Linked DNA regions of Mus musculus: all the other regions are linked to region 2. Evidence: chromatin contacts called from public Hi-C, HiChIP or PLAC-seq, Micro-C and promoter capture Hi-C data. All regions are on one chromosome and are shown on one strand. Each heading gives the region's core, a stretch centred on a gene start, on an enhancer-like site or on the middle of the called end of the contact. The rest is flanking DNA. Distances are from core to core; before and after follow the strand shown. Region 1 holds the start of Tmem42 (transmembrane protein 42). Region 2 holds the start of 9530059O14Rik (RIKEN cDNA 9530059O14 gene). Region 3 overlaps Ano10 (anoctamin 10). Region 4 holds the start of Ano10 (anoctamin 10). Region 5 holds the start of Snrk (SNF related kinase).

What was found. Promoter capture Hi-C pulls out the DNA fragments that hold promoters and counts their contacts. Hi-C and Micro-C count contacts between places; a contact is called where the count stands out from the background. HiChIP or PLAC-seq counts read pairs in DNA pulled down with a chosen protein or histone mark.
Region 1: a promoter capture Hi-C map of liver shows a contact between it and region 2, with 4 times the contacts expected there. The contact joins the promoter of Tmem42 here to the promoter of 9530059O14Rik in region 2. A contact is called at or near these places in 5 of 39 promoter capture datasets (embryonic stem cells, liver and stem cell-derived epiblast-like cells).
Region 3: a contact with region 2 is called in a Hi-C map of cortical neurons, with 2.7 times the contacts expected there. The contact joins the enhancer-like site here to the promoter of 9530059O14Rik in region 2. A contact is called at or near these places in 4 of 484 Hi-C or Micro-C datasets (cortical neurons, forebrain and ventral hippocampal neurons) and 3 of 115 datasets of contacts at active chromatin or transcription factors (embryonic forebrain, embryonic stem cells and forebrain).
Region 4: a contact with region 2 is called in an H3K4me3 HiChIP or PLAC-seq map of forebrain, with 4 times the contacts expected there. The contact joins the promoter of Ano10 here to the promoter of 9530059O14Rik in region 2. A contact is called at or near these places in 5 of 39 promoter capture datasets (cranial neural crest, embryonic stem cells, hippocampal neurons and 2 more), 2 of 484 Hi-C or Micro-C datasets (both in embryonic stem cells) and 1 of 115 datasets of contacts at active chromatin or transcription factors (forebrain).
Region 5: a Micro-C map of embryonic stem cells shows a contact between it and region 2, with 6 times the contacts expected there. The contact joins the promoter of Snrk here to the promoter of 9530059O14Rik in region 2. A contact is called at or near these places in 2 of 39 promoter capture datasets (cranial neural crest and embryonic stem cells), 1 of 484 Hi-C or Micro-C datasets (embryonic stem cells) and 2 of 115 datasets of contacts at active chromatin or transcription factors (both in embryonic stem cells).

What each region holds. Positions count from the first base shown.
Region 1 is chr9:123,019,878-123,022,577 of GRCm38.p6, reverse strand. Tmem42 (transmembrane protein 42) reads right to left here and starts at 1,252. Exons shown (of 3, transcript NM_025339.4): 1 at 1,008-1,252; 2 at 266-412. The coding sequence starts at 1,199.
Region 2 is chr9:122,571,140-122,573,839 of GRCm38.p6, reverse strand. 9530059O14Rik (RIKEN cDNA 9530059O14 gene) reads right to left here and starts at 1,339. Exons shown (of 2, transcript NR_015610.2): 1 at 1,076-1,339.
Region 3 is chr9:122,247,090-122,249,789 of GRCm38.p6, reverse strand. All of the region lies in intron 11 of Ano10 (anoctamin 10), which reads left to right. Among named protein-coding and RNA genes, the nearest start is that of Mir8106, 26 kb to the left of the region's middle. Within about 2 kb of position 1,384, at least 13 of the 459 cell types and tissues checked have an H3K27ac peak or open chromatin away from gene starts, as enhancers often do. A contact at or near this core is called in cortical neurons, where this site is marked.
Region 4 is chr9:122,293,046-122,295,745 of GRCm38.p6, reverse strand. It overlaps Ano10 (anoctamin 10), which reads left to right and starts at 1,323. Exons shown (of 13, transcript NM_133979.3): 1 at 1,323-1,442.
Region 5 is chr9:122,115,859-122,118,558 of GRCm38.p6, reverse strand. It overlaps Snrk (SNF related kinase), which reads right to left and starts at 1,293. Exons shown (of 8, transcript NM_001357775.1): 1 at 1,152-1,293.

The DNA of each region.
Region 1 (2,700 bases), core at 3-2,502, 450 kb before region 2:
TGTCTTCCAATTCAAGACTGGGTTCCCTTGACCAGACCCCCTAGACCCCATAGCTAATGTTAGAGTTCTTGATTGAGATAGCTGGTGTTATCCCAGAGTGACATAGGTTTCACTCCTAAGTTTTCCATGTTTAACTGTTCCTTGCCTGGAGACAGCCCAACTTTTGTTTTACTCCCTGTCCTTTCTAGAGCCTGGAAAATCAGGGGTTTCCCAAGGACAACTAACTCACCAAGAACCCTAAGAACAAGGTCACCAGGCTACTCACCGAGCAAAGTATGTTCGAGAAAGTCACTGTGACAGATGCAATGGCTGAAGACATAGAGAAACTGAGGCCCCGGCTAAAGAAGGTCCACATCAGAGAATTGGCGCTTGCCATGGCAACGATGCCTAAGACACATAAGCCAATATTGACCTGCAGGAGAAAGTGTCACTGAGCTACAACCACCATGGGCATAACCTTGAAAGACTGGGAGATGTTTACACGTCTCATACAAAGCATATGCGGACCCTGACTGATAGGCAGAGGAATTTGCCTGCAGACAGGGGGCAGGGTTATCTTCCACGAAGACCTCAAATTTCTTGTAGCTGAGTAGCCTTCTGGAAAGATATGACTTTACAAAAGGACTGTAAGTCGCCAGAAATCTATATCAAGCAGTCCCCTGTTCAGGTCAGGATCGAATTCTCTGATGCAGAAGCTCCGCAGGCGCTCAGTCCGAACTCTTGCCAAGGACAGGAAGAGATGGGCAACCGGTTATCTCACCTTAGGTGTCACGTGCTAAAAAAGCTATGGCAAGGGGACTTAAACTGAGAGGTGGGCTTCGAGGTCCTCCCCCAGGAGGCAGTGCCTAAAACCAGGTGGTCCAACATGGGCGCAGGCGGGAACCCAGGTTAAGCCGCCCTCCTCCCCGCCCCGCCCCGCCCTCCCCCGCCCCGCCCTCCCCCCGCCCCGCCCTCCCCCCGCCCCGCCCTCCCCCCGCCCCGCCCCCGCGTGGCGCCCCGGGCTGCACCTGGCTCCCGAAGGCCAGCTTGGCGGCGGCGGCGGCCAGAGCCCCGAACGCCCCGGCGCACAGACAGTTGAACACGCCCCAGAAGCGGCGCCGCATCGCGCCTTTCTGTAGGCGAGCGGGTAACTCCACGGGTGAGTCAGGGTAAGCGGCCGCAGACACGGCGGCACCCGAGGACTGCGGACCGGCCGCCATGAGGCCCGCTGCGCCCGCCACGGCCGACTGCCACGCACGCCGCCACCCGCCGTGAGCCCGGCTAGGGCGGAGCCAGGCGAGTGAGGCGAATCTGCTGCAGTGGAGTCCGGAGCCGAGCCGAGCCGAGCCTACAAATGAAAGGAATCTGGAGCCCATACCCTGCAGCGTGTGCAAACCCGCGACTAAGGAGAGCCTGCGGCTCCGGCGAACCTGGGGGATGGGAATCCGGTAGCGAGGACCGTGCGCCACTGAAGGAAGCGTGCTACCGAGAGGTACCTACTGTGAGAGAGGAATCTGCTGACGTGAACTTGGGGAGGAGGGGAGTTTATCTCCGAGGAGAACCTGCGGCGGAAGTAACCTTGTTTCTGAAAGAGCCCTGCAGTCAAGGGGAACCTGCTTCTGAGAAGACGGGGAGGTCTGCCACTTTACATGGATGCGCACCTAACATGCTAATCCTGAAGCCAAGCTGCACCTTCAAAGCACCTCTGCTCCCTCGTGGACGCAGGAGATGATGGATCTGGAGACCGGCCGCTTGAGACAGAACGTTGTTTGGGAAAACGTTTGTTCTGCCTGGACCATCAGAAGCACAGTCACTTCTAAGTTCGTGTAAAGTAATTGAGAACGACAAAAAAATTGAAAAAACAACCAAAAAAAAAAAAAACCCAAACAAACCGTAAAATGTCATCTACTGTCGGTAATTCCAGATGCTTAGGATGCTGAGGCAGTTAATGGTCATCCTGAGCAACTTAGGGAGACATTGTCTCACTTGAGAGGGCTGGCAGCCAGGCATGGTGGCACACACCCGTAATCCTAGCACTTCTGAAGCTGAGGTAGAATTACTGAGTTTGAGGCCAGCCTGACCAACAGAGAGGTACTAAGCAAGCCAAGGACTTTTTGAGACTCTCAAAAAGTTTTTGTTTTTGTAATAAAGGAGAGTTGGGGTTATAGCTCAGTGCTTCCATAATACATGAAAAATCCTGAATTCAGTCAATGGCAGTGTGTATGGATATATGTTAGGGATACATTTCCTTAAAGGAGAGCTGTAGAAGTGTATAACGTGAGCTAAGTGTGGTGGTTGGTACACATGAGGAAGCAGAGGCAAGTGGATCTCTGTGAGTCCGAGAACAGCCTGCTCTAAATAGCTCTACATAGCCAGGGCTACACAGCAAAACTTGTTTTGTTGATATATAAAATACAAATAATATTTAATGTATGGGGCTTGGAAGAAACACTTTATTCCCTGTTAAAGAGCTTTTTCATGGACATTCTTACATGCTACCTTGCTTCTCATGCGGGTGGTTTTGTGGATGAAATAAAAGGATGGATTACTGGGGTTTGGAGAGATTGCTTAGCAGTTAGGCAGCTTGCAACCTTCCCACAAGTGCCTCCCAACCTCATACCTCCAGGGGTTCCACTATTTTCTGGCCTCCAAAGGCACCTATCCTCATGTACATATATATACACCTGAACACAGATACACATTAATACATAAAATTAAATT
Region 2 (2,700 bases), core at 90-2,589:
CAGAGCTTGTATCCCAAACTGCACCCTTCCACCTCCACTGAGAAGACTCAGCTCCAGTGCAGAAGGGCTAGCCTTCAGCTCTCTCCCCAGCGTAATTGGATCAGGGCTTATTTCTTCCTCTAGGGGCAACTCCTACTTCATTTTCTCTCCAGTCTGCATGTTATCAGCTTGACATCCCCTTCAGTGGCACATGACAAATTAAATTGGCCATCACTGTACTCATCAAAGGAGGTTGTCTTCTGTTCCCCAGAAGTCCTGTGTTCTCTCTCTCTCTCTCTCTCTCTCTCTCTCTCTCTCACACACACACACACCTTGGTTTTTATTTATTTCTATTTTTTTCCCTAGGGTTTTGTTTGAAAGGTTATAAGGAACATATGGACCATAAAGCCAAAAGTATAGTCGCAAAATATGACTCAAATACCTACATCTCTACTGCCTTGCATTTAAAACAAAAACTTTACAAAAACGCGAATTAAGTTATTTTCTCCATCTTCCCTCGTAATTCAACACTTTAACGCATATTTTCTGCCAAAAAGTCATAAAGTAAAAATGGTGTATCCTAGGCGCTTCCAAGTCTCACACATCCTTGGCAGAATAACCTGCAGCACAGGGGTAGATCAGAAACGGAGGGGGTTAGCTGGTTAGCAACATCTACAGCCACTGTTTCTTCTCTCCTTGGCATTTCAAGTGGCTTTTGGGGACAGAGTGACGGGACCAACGCAGAGGCTTCGCCCTAGCCCTACCCAGGGCTGATTCTCAAAAGGGCCCCCGCCCCCCACATTCAAACACGCCGGGTGTACCCAGCCTGCGCCAGCTAGCTAGAGCTCCCGGCTCCTATCTGAGTGTCTTTTCAACCTTTGTCAAGTATCTCAAGACAAGAATTCCTCAAATCAAAGCGCTTTCCCAAACCAGGGACTGGGGAAACTCGAAAAAGAGGCCCAGAAGGCGAGTGACTTCGGACTTGTTCTGCAAGCTTGACTTAGTCATTACACCAAACCTCCTGTGCCCTAGAGGATCCCGGGGTTCCCACACAGTAGGAGGGCATCCCATGCCTGCGCTCCCGCTGGGCACTCACCTACTGCTAGAAAAGAAGTCACAATCTGTGGTCCAGACTTCCGCCGCAGAGAAGCCCAGCACGCCCACCCAGAGGGCTAGCGCGCCTCCGCGGGTGGTCGGATCACAGGGTGCCGAGGGTACCCACTGAGGTGGCCGGACATCTGGGTGTCTGAGCGCGCCCTCCGAGGTAGTCTGATCGCTCGCGCCCGGTAGGGCGGTGGGAACCCGGGCAGCTGCTGCGAGGAGCGCTCCCGGGCGGGTCCGCGCCGAGCTCGAGCGAGCGGGCGAGCGGGGCGGGAGGGGCCATTTGTAACCGAGCAGACGCTACCACCGCCCCTTACTCGCGGGGGGCGGGGGCGGGCGGTCAGGTGATGGCGGCCCACCCCGCGCCGCGGAGCCCGGTGGTTCCTGCCCGGGAGGAGCCCCCTGGCGCGCTCTGATTGGAACTCCCGCTGCAGTAGGAGGGGGAGGGGGACACGTGACCGCCCGACTGGGCAGCCGGCGCGCCCCACCCGCTATGGGCACCCCATCTTTCCTCCCGGAAAAGCCGGGGAACACAGGGAAGGCGGGGGAGCACGCAAGGTGCAACCAGCTCCTTTAGCTGCAGTGCCGGGTGATCACCGCAGCTGAACCTGGGAAGGCATTCACACTACCAACCGGCCTTCACAGTCCTCCGCCCTGCCCTTGGCAGTAGAACCCTCCCTCCTCTGCTGCAGCCCCCCCCCCCCCCACACACACACACTGACACTCTGAATAGACCCCACCGGCACTTCATAGTCAAGCGTGACCCCTCCCCTCTCTGTCTCTTTCTGCGCACCGGCGAGAGTGAGTACCCGAGAACAGCTTAAGGCGATGCGATGCATTGCAGACACCGCCCAGTTCCAAGGCTAGAAAACCCCGCAACCCACGACTAGACCACGCCCGGGAATGCCTGATAACTCCAAGGTCTACAAGGTTCTGAACTCGAACAGGCTCCCTCAGGAGAAGGGAACCGCAGTAGAAGGCCCACCCTCCCCAGAGAGGGCAGTGGTCTTCTGAGTGCAAGTCCAGTCCTCAGCCCAGGGGAGCAAAGATCCAATAAAGGTCAAATTAAAACATAAGGTAGTGACGCCGCCAGGGACGTGCCTCATGGTTGTGGGAAGCCGGCAATTAACCACCCACGACCGGGCGTTGCTTTTCTCTCGAATGTGAACGCCCTCGGAGTTGCGCTGTTCCATGCTCGCTCCAGTTCTCTGCAGAGAACGGATTCTGCAGCCTTGCACTCTGCTTCCCCATGACCCCCTCCCTTGGTTGCACCATCCTAGATGGCAGGAATTCAGAGAAAATGCGGTGTCACGTCCGCTGCGACGCCCGTGGACGCGTCTGCGACAACCCCAGCAGCACATGGGGACCGTGAATCTGCTCGCCACTTGGGCCATACTGTGGGCATTCTTATGAGATTATTAGAAGCAAACTGTCTCTCTCTACACTGGCTTCTTTCTAACTTCTGTCCAAGAGAGTTTTGTACTGTATTTGGACGTGGATGCGGTTTTTGGCCAAGGCAGAAACCGCATAGTCCAAAGCACAGATGGGGGAAGAAGGTGGGACTTAATGGTCCCATTGCACTCCAACTTCCCTCTCAACCTCTACCCGCGAAGCAACGCC
Region 3 (2,700 bases), core at 135-2,634, 320 kb after region 2:
GCAAGTGCTTAAAAAGAGCGAGAAGGGATGAGAGTCCTGAGAGACACAGAAAGCTTGACAGTCGTTCTGTCTGCACAGCAGCACCGTTCCAAGCTGGAGGATGTGAGTGTGGCCATCTCTGTTTCTACCTTCCCTTCTCTGAGCTTTCATGGGCTCCATGTTGCTGCTTCCCTGGGTTGGATGCTCCTCTAATTGGATCCAGGGCCTGATGCTCCTGCCTTGGCTCGGGTGACCCTTGGCTCGGGGCAGCTCTGCAAACTGCCAGGCTCCAGTTGTTGGTACTCATACACCTGAGAGTTCCCTCCCCCTGGTTGGTAACTTAAGTATTTTTCTGTGTCAGTACAAAAATCAACCTTGGAAAAAATGTTAGATATAACATTACAGCAATAAAAAAAAAAGTAAGTTAACCAGTTTTACTGTAGCACTACTGAGACAGCTGTATGCCATATGGCCTCTCTGTAAATAAAAATGGAGCATTTAGAAATAAATTAGAAAACGTAGGTTTTGGTTGTGTGATCATGTCAGTTTATAAAGTCATGTTGAGATTCAGTTCAGAGTTAGAAGGTAACTGCTAGGCGACATGAATGTCAGTCAGCTCAGCCGTGCCAACCACTCTGTAATGTGTGTGCGATTCACACTGACCCGCAGCTGTGCACAGCTTTTGCTTGTCAGTTCTACTCAACGAAAAACTACCACTGGGTCAAACTACTTTAAAGAAAGGAAGTAATCCATTTTCTATAAAGTAAAATCATTAATTTATATCATTCCCTGTTTTCCCCTGAAGTTTTTGTTGCTGTTTGTTTCTTGGAGACAGGGTGCCATGAAGCCCAGGCTGTCCCCAAAGTGTCTGTGTAGCTGAGGATGCCCTGAACCATGACTGTCCTTTCTCTGTGTCTAGGTGCTGGGATTACAAGCGAGCTTCACCATCGGCTTTTATTAGCTTTTGAAAATGTCTATCTCACAGATAATACTGCATGTTTTACTTTAATGTATTTATTCATGGTCTCTAAGTAAAATTTTGCTCATCCAAAACGCCACAGCAAATTATAAAAAATACATAAATTATGTTTTAAATAAAAATTTAACATATTGATAGAAAGAAGCAATTTAAAATGTTACATTTCAAAGTCATTAGCATCTAAGTGTATTTATGTGATTAAGATTTGTCGCAGAACAAAGACCTTTTGGAAAACAGTCCCTGTGATAAACTCGGCTGTACTTGTCTCCTGGCCTCACACCTCCAACCCCAGATAACTTCCACACTTCTGCTTCTTTCTGATGCTTGGATTTCTTTAGAGTTGGATCCACTGCACCCTCCAAGCATGTCAGGACCAACAGTGAAAGCTGCTGTGGCGTCTGTGTGCTTACTGCCACCTAGCGCTGCCCTTAGAGACATGGCTCGTGACACGGCTTTGTGCAATAGATTTATCGGGGATGGACAGTAGACCTGAGCATGAGGGGAGAGCACACTGAATGTGACCGTTTTATGGGTTAAAGTTTGATATTGGAAATACCATGAACATCAGCCCACAGATCATGTTCCACAGTCCCCTGAGAAGCCACCTCATGCCTGAGACATCCTTTTGTCTCTGATGTTGTTTCCAGCCGAGGGCCACGCCTGTAAGTGCAGAGTCACAGTACCAGTGGAAACAGCAGTGGGCCACACAGTCCAAACTCCTGTGTGGAATGATGTCCCGTTATCTTGTGTATCAGTTATATCAGTCCGATATGCCAAATGCTAACCATTTAACCTCTAAATGCTAATCCTCGGAATGCTAACACTCTAAAGGCAAAAGTGAGCCAACAGTTTGTTGGGAGATTGACTGCATTTTAGGTTCTAGTGACTAGTGAATCCGTTGTCTCTGTTCATGCTTAATTACTAGTTTGAAAAATACCCCTTTAAAGCAGTTTCTTGTGGGTATGGGAGAAGTAAGTTATAGGATGCACTCGCCCCCTACTGGTTAGAAATGGAACTGCGGGTCATCTATGTAGTATGCTAAGAGAGGAGGACGGGTTTTTCCTAGTTTCAGTCATAATATAGTCAGCTCTCGGAAGACAGCTGTTCAGGATTTACTCACTTTAACTCTTTGTTGAATGTGTTGCCCCCTCTCTAGAGCAGGGTGGGCCACGATGTAGATTGCTGTGTCCTGTGGTTACTGTGGAGTCTGTCACTGAGCCACCACTTAGAGCACCCACCCTGTCCTCAGCGGGATCGAGGTGTGTCAGCCTGCCCTGCAGAGACAAGGGTTTGGAGTGAGCAGGGTTTGCTGCCACCTGTAACGGTGAGATCCGAGGGGGACTGCTTGTGTGAGAGAGTGAGCACAGAGTCCTTGTGACGGGAGACGGGTGTGATCTGACTGGTGTGACAGTGCCAGCCCTGTCACCATCAGTTCTTCACCAGGTCATCACAGCAGAGATGTCTGAGTCAGAGTGTAGCTGAGTGACCACCTAAGGCTCCCTTCTCTGAGCTCTGTGAATTTCTCCTTTCAGCATTAGTGCGAGTGCCCGTGCTGGCCATGGCGTGTCTCCCCAGCCCACGTCTTGATGGTTGACTGTGTCACAGTTTGCTCTCATATTAGTTTCCTGCTCCCCTTTCTTTTTCTTCCCTGCTGGGTTTGCTTCCACACCTCAGTCCAACCTTCCCTGCCCCGACTCACCCCTCCTTGTTGTTGGTTCTGACTCTGTCCAGGCCCTCAGCAT
Region 4 (2,700 bases), core at 74-2,573, 280 kb after region 2:
TGGTACCACCCATAGTGTGCTGGGCCCTCCCACATCATCAAGAGAATGCTCCTCCCTACCCCCCCTCCCCCCCAACACACAAGCTCAAAGGCCAGTCTGATGGAGGCTGTTCCTTAATGTGATTTCCTCTCAGGCAACTATTGGTGTGTCAGGTTCACAAAAACTAAGTGGCATGGCACCATGACTCAGGCTCACATCTTGTACTTTGCTTTGAGATGGAGATTCACTACATTGCTCAGGCTGGTCTCTAGTTCCTCAGTTCAAGTGATCTTCCAGCCTCAGTCTGCTGAGTATCTGAGACTACAAAAGTGTGGGCCACCAACACAGCTTAACTAAATTTTGTTAATTCAGCTGTGATAAGATTACTCCCAAGAGGGCTGGGATAATCTCTTCCCTAGGATGCACAAGGCCCTGGGTTTAATCTCCAGTATAAAGACTATCTGAGCAAAAAGGATTTAATAGATATTCCATTAAAATGATTGTTTTTCAAAAAATTTCAAACATTTCCAATCAGATACCAAAGAATGAAGTTATATGCAAGGATGAATGTAAGTTCAGGGGCTGAGAAAATTGGAACTCTCCAACTGAAACCCACAAGTCTCCTGAGTCGTCAATTGACTCTAATTGTTAAAGTTCTGAAAGATTTGCCTTGGTTTTCAGAGAGAAGAGAGCTTCAGAATTCTGCTGAAAACCAGCCAAGAATTGCTCCTTAAGGCAGAGAGGGGGCTAGGAGGACAACCTCCAAACCGGAACACCCCCAGGGGTTGGGGTGAAGGCCTTGTCCCCTGGAGGAAGGCAAAAACTGGAAGGGTGTGGAGGGTGGAGGCTAGACGGTAGAGGGTAGAGGTGGGCAGGTGTCTGGATTCTGGTCTAAGAGATTAAGAAAAGGAAAGCGTAAGGAGCCTTATCCTTTCCCTTCCATTCCCTACCCAGCAAAGCCAAGACCCAGCCCGCACCCATACCACCACGAGGACCGCTAGCGAGGCCCCACCCCTCCGGATGAGGCTCCCTTTCTGCCGTGAGTGACAGCAACCCAAGCCCCACCCCACTCGCCACAGCCCCGCCTTTAACATGTCTCTCTACAACGACAGCTGATGAGGCCACGCCCATGCAGCACCACCACATCCCACCAAAATGAGAACCTTCATGGCCCCGCCCCTTCCGTCGCGGCCCCACCCCTCTCCCGAGGGTCAGCCAGTGAAGCTTCACTCTGACACCTCCGCCCCCCTTCCTCGGGACTTACAACTGTTAAGGCACCGCCCCTTTCACGGTGATCCCGCCCCCCACGCCGAGTGACAGCCGGAAGGCCCCGCCCCTCCCGGTCGTTGACGCCTCCTGTCGGCCAAGGCGCCACGCCCCGGTCGTGTATCCAGTCCGCCTTAGCGCCGCGGGCCTGGTTCTCCCCGCTCCCGCGGTCCCCGAGGACGCCGCGTGGGCGGCCGGTGAGTGGGGAGGGGCGCAGTCCGTGTGGTGGGCCCGCTGGGGATGCTCCCCCCCCGCGACAGGGAAAGAGCCACGGAAGCACTGGTCAGGGCTGGAGATCCGCAAGGGTGTGAAAGCCGGCGGAGGCAGGGGGATGTCGGCCGGCTCTGGATTTGCGTCAGGCCTGGAGCAGGGCCGTCTCTGACTGACCATGGGATCCCGGGGTGTCGGGCTGCTCTGATTGACACTTCGGGGAAGGTGCCCGGTAGCCTTGATTGTGTCACACCTCGCGGTCTCTCTAGGGTTGTGAACAGATCCGGTCTGAGGTTTCTGACCGGGCCCATTGTGCGCTTTCCGTGATAGGTGTCGCATGACTCCAGTGAAGGGTGCAGAGCCCTGTCCCTACCCGAAACCCTGTTTGTTCTTTCCCATAGCTGAGGCGGTGCGTAGACGGTCTGACTGAAGTCTCTTCAAGTTTGTTCCCACTCCACAGTTGAATCGCAATCCCTTAAACCCTGATGTTGTAATCGAATCCCGGCAGTTTTAAAAGTTTCAGGTGCACTGTGAGTGGCCTGGTTTCCATTTAAAGTCACAGTAACCTTAGAGGACTAGATATTTCTAAGGACTCTTTCTGTCTTTAAACAATTTTAAATGCAACCGTGCATCCCTTAACCAGGGTAAACTGGGAGGGAGATGCTTGCTGTTTACCTGGCATGAACGTCCGAGGGCACTCACACAGACAAAGAGGCTGTGACTTTACTAGGCATATAGTTTTGTTTTCTGGGGTTTTTTTGTTTTGGTTTGCTTTGGTTTGGTTTTTGGTTTTTAAAAATTTTTGTCTGTGCGTTCGTGTTATTGTGAGTGCAGGCAAACGGATACACACAGGCTTGTACAGGACAGAGGACACAGGTGTGGGCCCTTGCCTCCCACCGTGTTTGAGATAGGATGTCTTTGTGTCTTTTCATTTTTGCTGCTGTGCTGCCTGTTCCAGGCCATTCAGCCCTATGGCTTCTTAGGGTTTTACTGTCTCTGTCTCCCATATCACCTGGAGTTGGGATTACAGAAGCACTCTACTGCGTGCTGGAGTCCAAATTTAGGTCCTCTTGATGAGAAATGAGAGATGCAGAATATCAGACAGGCATAGACAAGGCCTGGTAAACTGTAACGAGTGTGCATTTGGATAGACTGTAGTGTGGTTGCGTGTGCGTGTGTGTATGAGTGTGTAAAGAGGAAAACTAGAAAGGTTGGAACACAGAAAAGAGGATAAAGTTGAGAATA
Region 5 (2,700 bases), core at 44-2,543, 460 kb after region 2:
CAGAATTGTCTTCAAGAACCCAATTCCAAGAGAAATATTTAACCAGACGCTGAAGACAGATTTCTCTGAAGGGAATGGTTTTATAAATCTGGAAAACACTGTAACAAGATTAGAAATTAACAAGTTGATTACATAATCCTTGACAACCTGGGCTTCAGACTGCACCGATACGAACTGTGATAAGTTAGGGATCAATTTGGGACAGTGTCCCAATCCCTACAAAGAATCCAAACTGAGCCTTTTGACCCTGGACAGGAATCTGTTGGAAACTCAGCAGAAAGAGCTGTACACCTGTAGGTCCATCGCTTACTTCACCTTAAACCTGACAAAACACTTCAAGCATCCAGGTGGTTTCACCAAGGCTCCTAAGACTTGGAGAATACGCTCATTTAAACGGAAGGGAAAGTAAGAAACCTGACAGCCCAGAGGCCCTACAGCCTCTGACTTCTACAGTCTTAGGAACCCCGGAGAGAAATTCCCCAATGCATACACGACCCGAACTCACAGCGAAGCTCCTAGGTTGTAGCTGACCCCACTGTTTAAGAACATCACAGCTGGAGGAAGCCTAAGCTTAAAGGGCTGCCACTCTCCTGGCTCCCGAGTCCAAGCAAAAGGCAACAAGGTGTTTGTTTTTATTGCAAATGGTTCGGAAAGAAATCAACAGGCGATGTCTACGGAAAAGAACAGCGTCTCCTAACGCGAAAAAATCCGAGCAGTCCCCGGGGAGCCGCACCGCTGCCCCTTCCGCAGCCGAGCGCCCTTCTCCGTAGACAACCGCGTCCCCGAGCTATCGTGAGGCGGCGGCCGCCCGGCTCTGCAGCGGGACTCGCGGCCCACGGGGAAACTGAGGCCCGTGGATCTCGCGTCGCCCGGGGCCCGCTGCGGGCGCGGCGCGGGGCCGCGTCGACTCCCGCGCTGCCGCAATCCCGCGGCGGCCGCAAGGGCAGGGCCGGGCCGGGCTGCGCGAAGCCCGCAGGCCGGGCGAGCTCGGGGCCGGGGTGGTGCCGCGGGCCGCGTCCTCTGCGCAGGGCACCCCGGGCCGAGCGCGCAACTTACTTTCCGCCTGCGGCGGCGCCAGCCCAGCCCCGCTAAGGCGGCCGCTGAGGAGAAGCGCAGACCCGGCCCACGCTCCCGCGCCGCGCTCGCCCTACCTCAGCCGGCAGGCGGGCATCCGTCCGCAGCGGCCGCGGCGTCGACAACTCCCTCCCGGCCGCCGGAACCCCGCACCCAGGGCTAATCATAATACCGAGCGGGCGGCCGGGGGTGCGGCCGCGCTGCGCAGGCGCGGGCCTTGCGTCATCGTGACGAAAGCGATGGGGTGGGGTCTTGTGTGAGGGCGGGGCCTTGGGTCGGGCGGGGCGGGGTTAACCCGGCGCACCTGCAGGCCAGCTCAGGGTCTACTGGAGGGCGTCCTGGCCCTGGCCTGAGCACATCCTACTCTGGAAAGAATAGAGATTATGCAGAAGGAAGCGCCAGGACGATGGACAGCGGCAGCAGGCATAGCAGCTAGAGCTATAGCTTTCAGGGGATATTGGAAGAGATCTTGGGGCTGAGGGCAAGGAGCACATGCGCTTTATCCATCAATGTTCACCCTATCTCCCATCTAGCTTGAAGCAATGAGAGACAACAAAATTAATATACATATGCACGTGCATATATATATATATATATATATATATATATATATATGTGTGTGTGTGTGTGTGTGTGTGTGTGTGTGTATCATATATACACAAGCATGCATACACATATGCACATATATATATATATACATACACATTTCTTTACTTTTTCTTCTCTCTGGGAATACATTTGAAGAATTCTGTTGCTTTTGTTACCACTAAAGCAGAAAGAAGCAAAGCCCAACACCTGAATGCAGGCTTGCCTCTAGAGTCAAAAGTCACTGGCCAGGCCAGGCAGCCTCTGAGAAACAACGTGGAGAAGTACACAGCAGGCACTAACTTGGCTGTTCATGGTTCTGTTCCAAGATGACTCAGAAAGGGATGTTAGTGGTGGCAGGACAAGAGGGAGGGAACTCCCAGCTCTATCTCCTGGAAGGATAATGAGCCATGGAGACTAGTCCTCTGGGGCTCCTGAAAAGAAGCCAGGTGCCAGGTTTCTCTCCCCTACTTTTCCTTCTGTGTTCCTGCATCCACAGAAGAAGAAAAAACACACACACACAAGCAGAATGAGCTTCTTACATGTCCAAGCCTGACTCAACTGACTGGACAAAAAAATCTAAATGGCTTTTGCCATCTCTGTTGGTCAGAAAATGGCAAGTCTTCTTCCTTCCTCCCTTCATTTATTTATTTGTTTATTTATTTATTTATTTATTTATACTACAACATCCACTTCGCATGCCTGAAGATGGCTGGGAAGCAGAATGACTGGGAAGGTGGTCTCGATCTTCTGCTGAAATGTGTGCTTAGACCTTCAATTATCCTAATGCTTTAGCCCTGGGTGGCAAAGTGCACATAGGAAAACCCCAGCATTGGCCTCTGCTCACGCAGGCCCCACCTGACTTAGGATCATGAAAGGACAGTGTCATTTGACGTGGAAATGTTTTCTTTTTCTTTCTTCATGTCTCTCTTTCTTATTTTTTTACATGTGTGTGTGTGTGTGTGTGTGTGTGTGTGTGTGTATGTTCAACATCCATGTAGAAGTCAACCTGTAGAAGAGAAAGCTCTGTCTCTTTGTCTG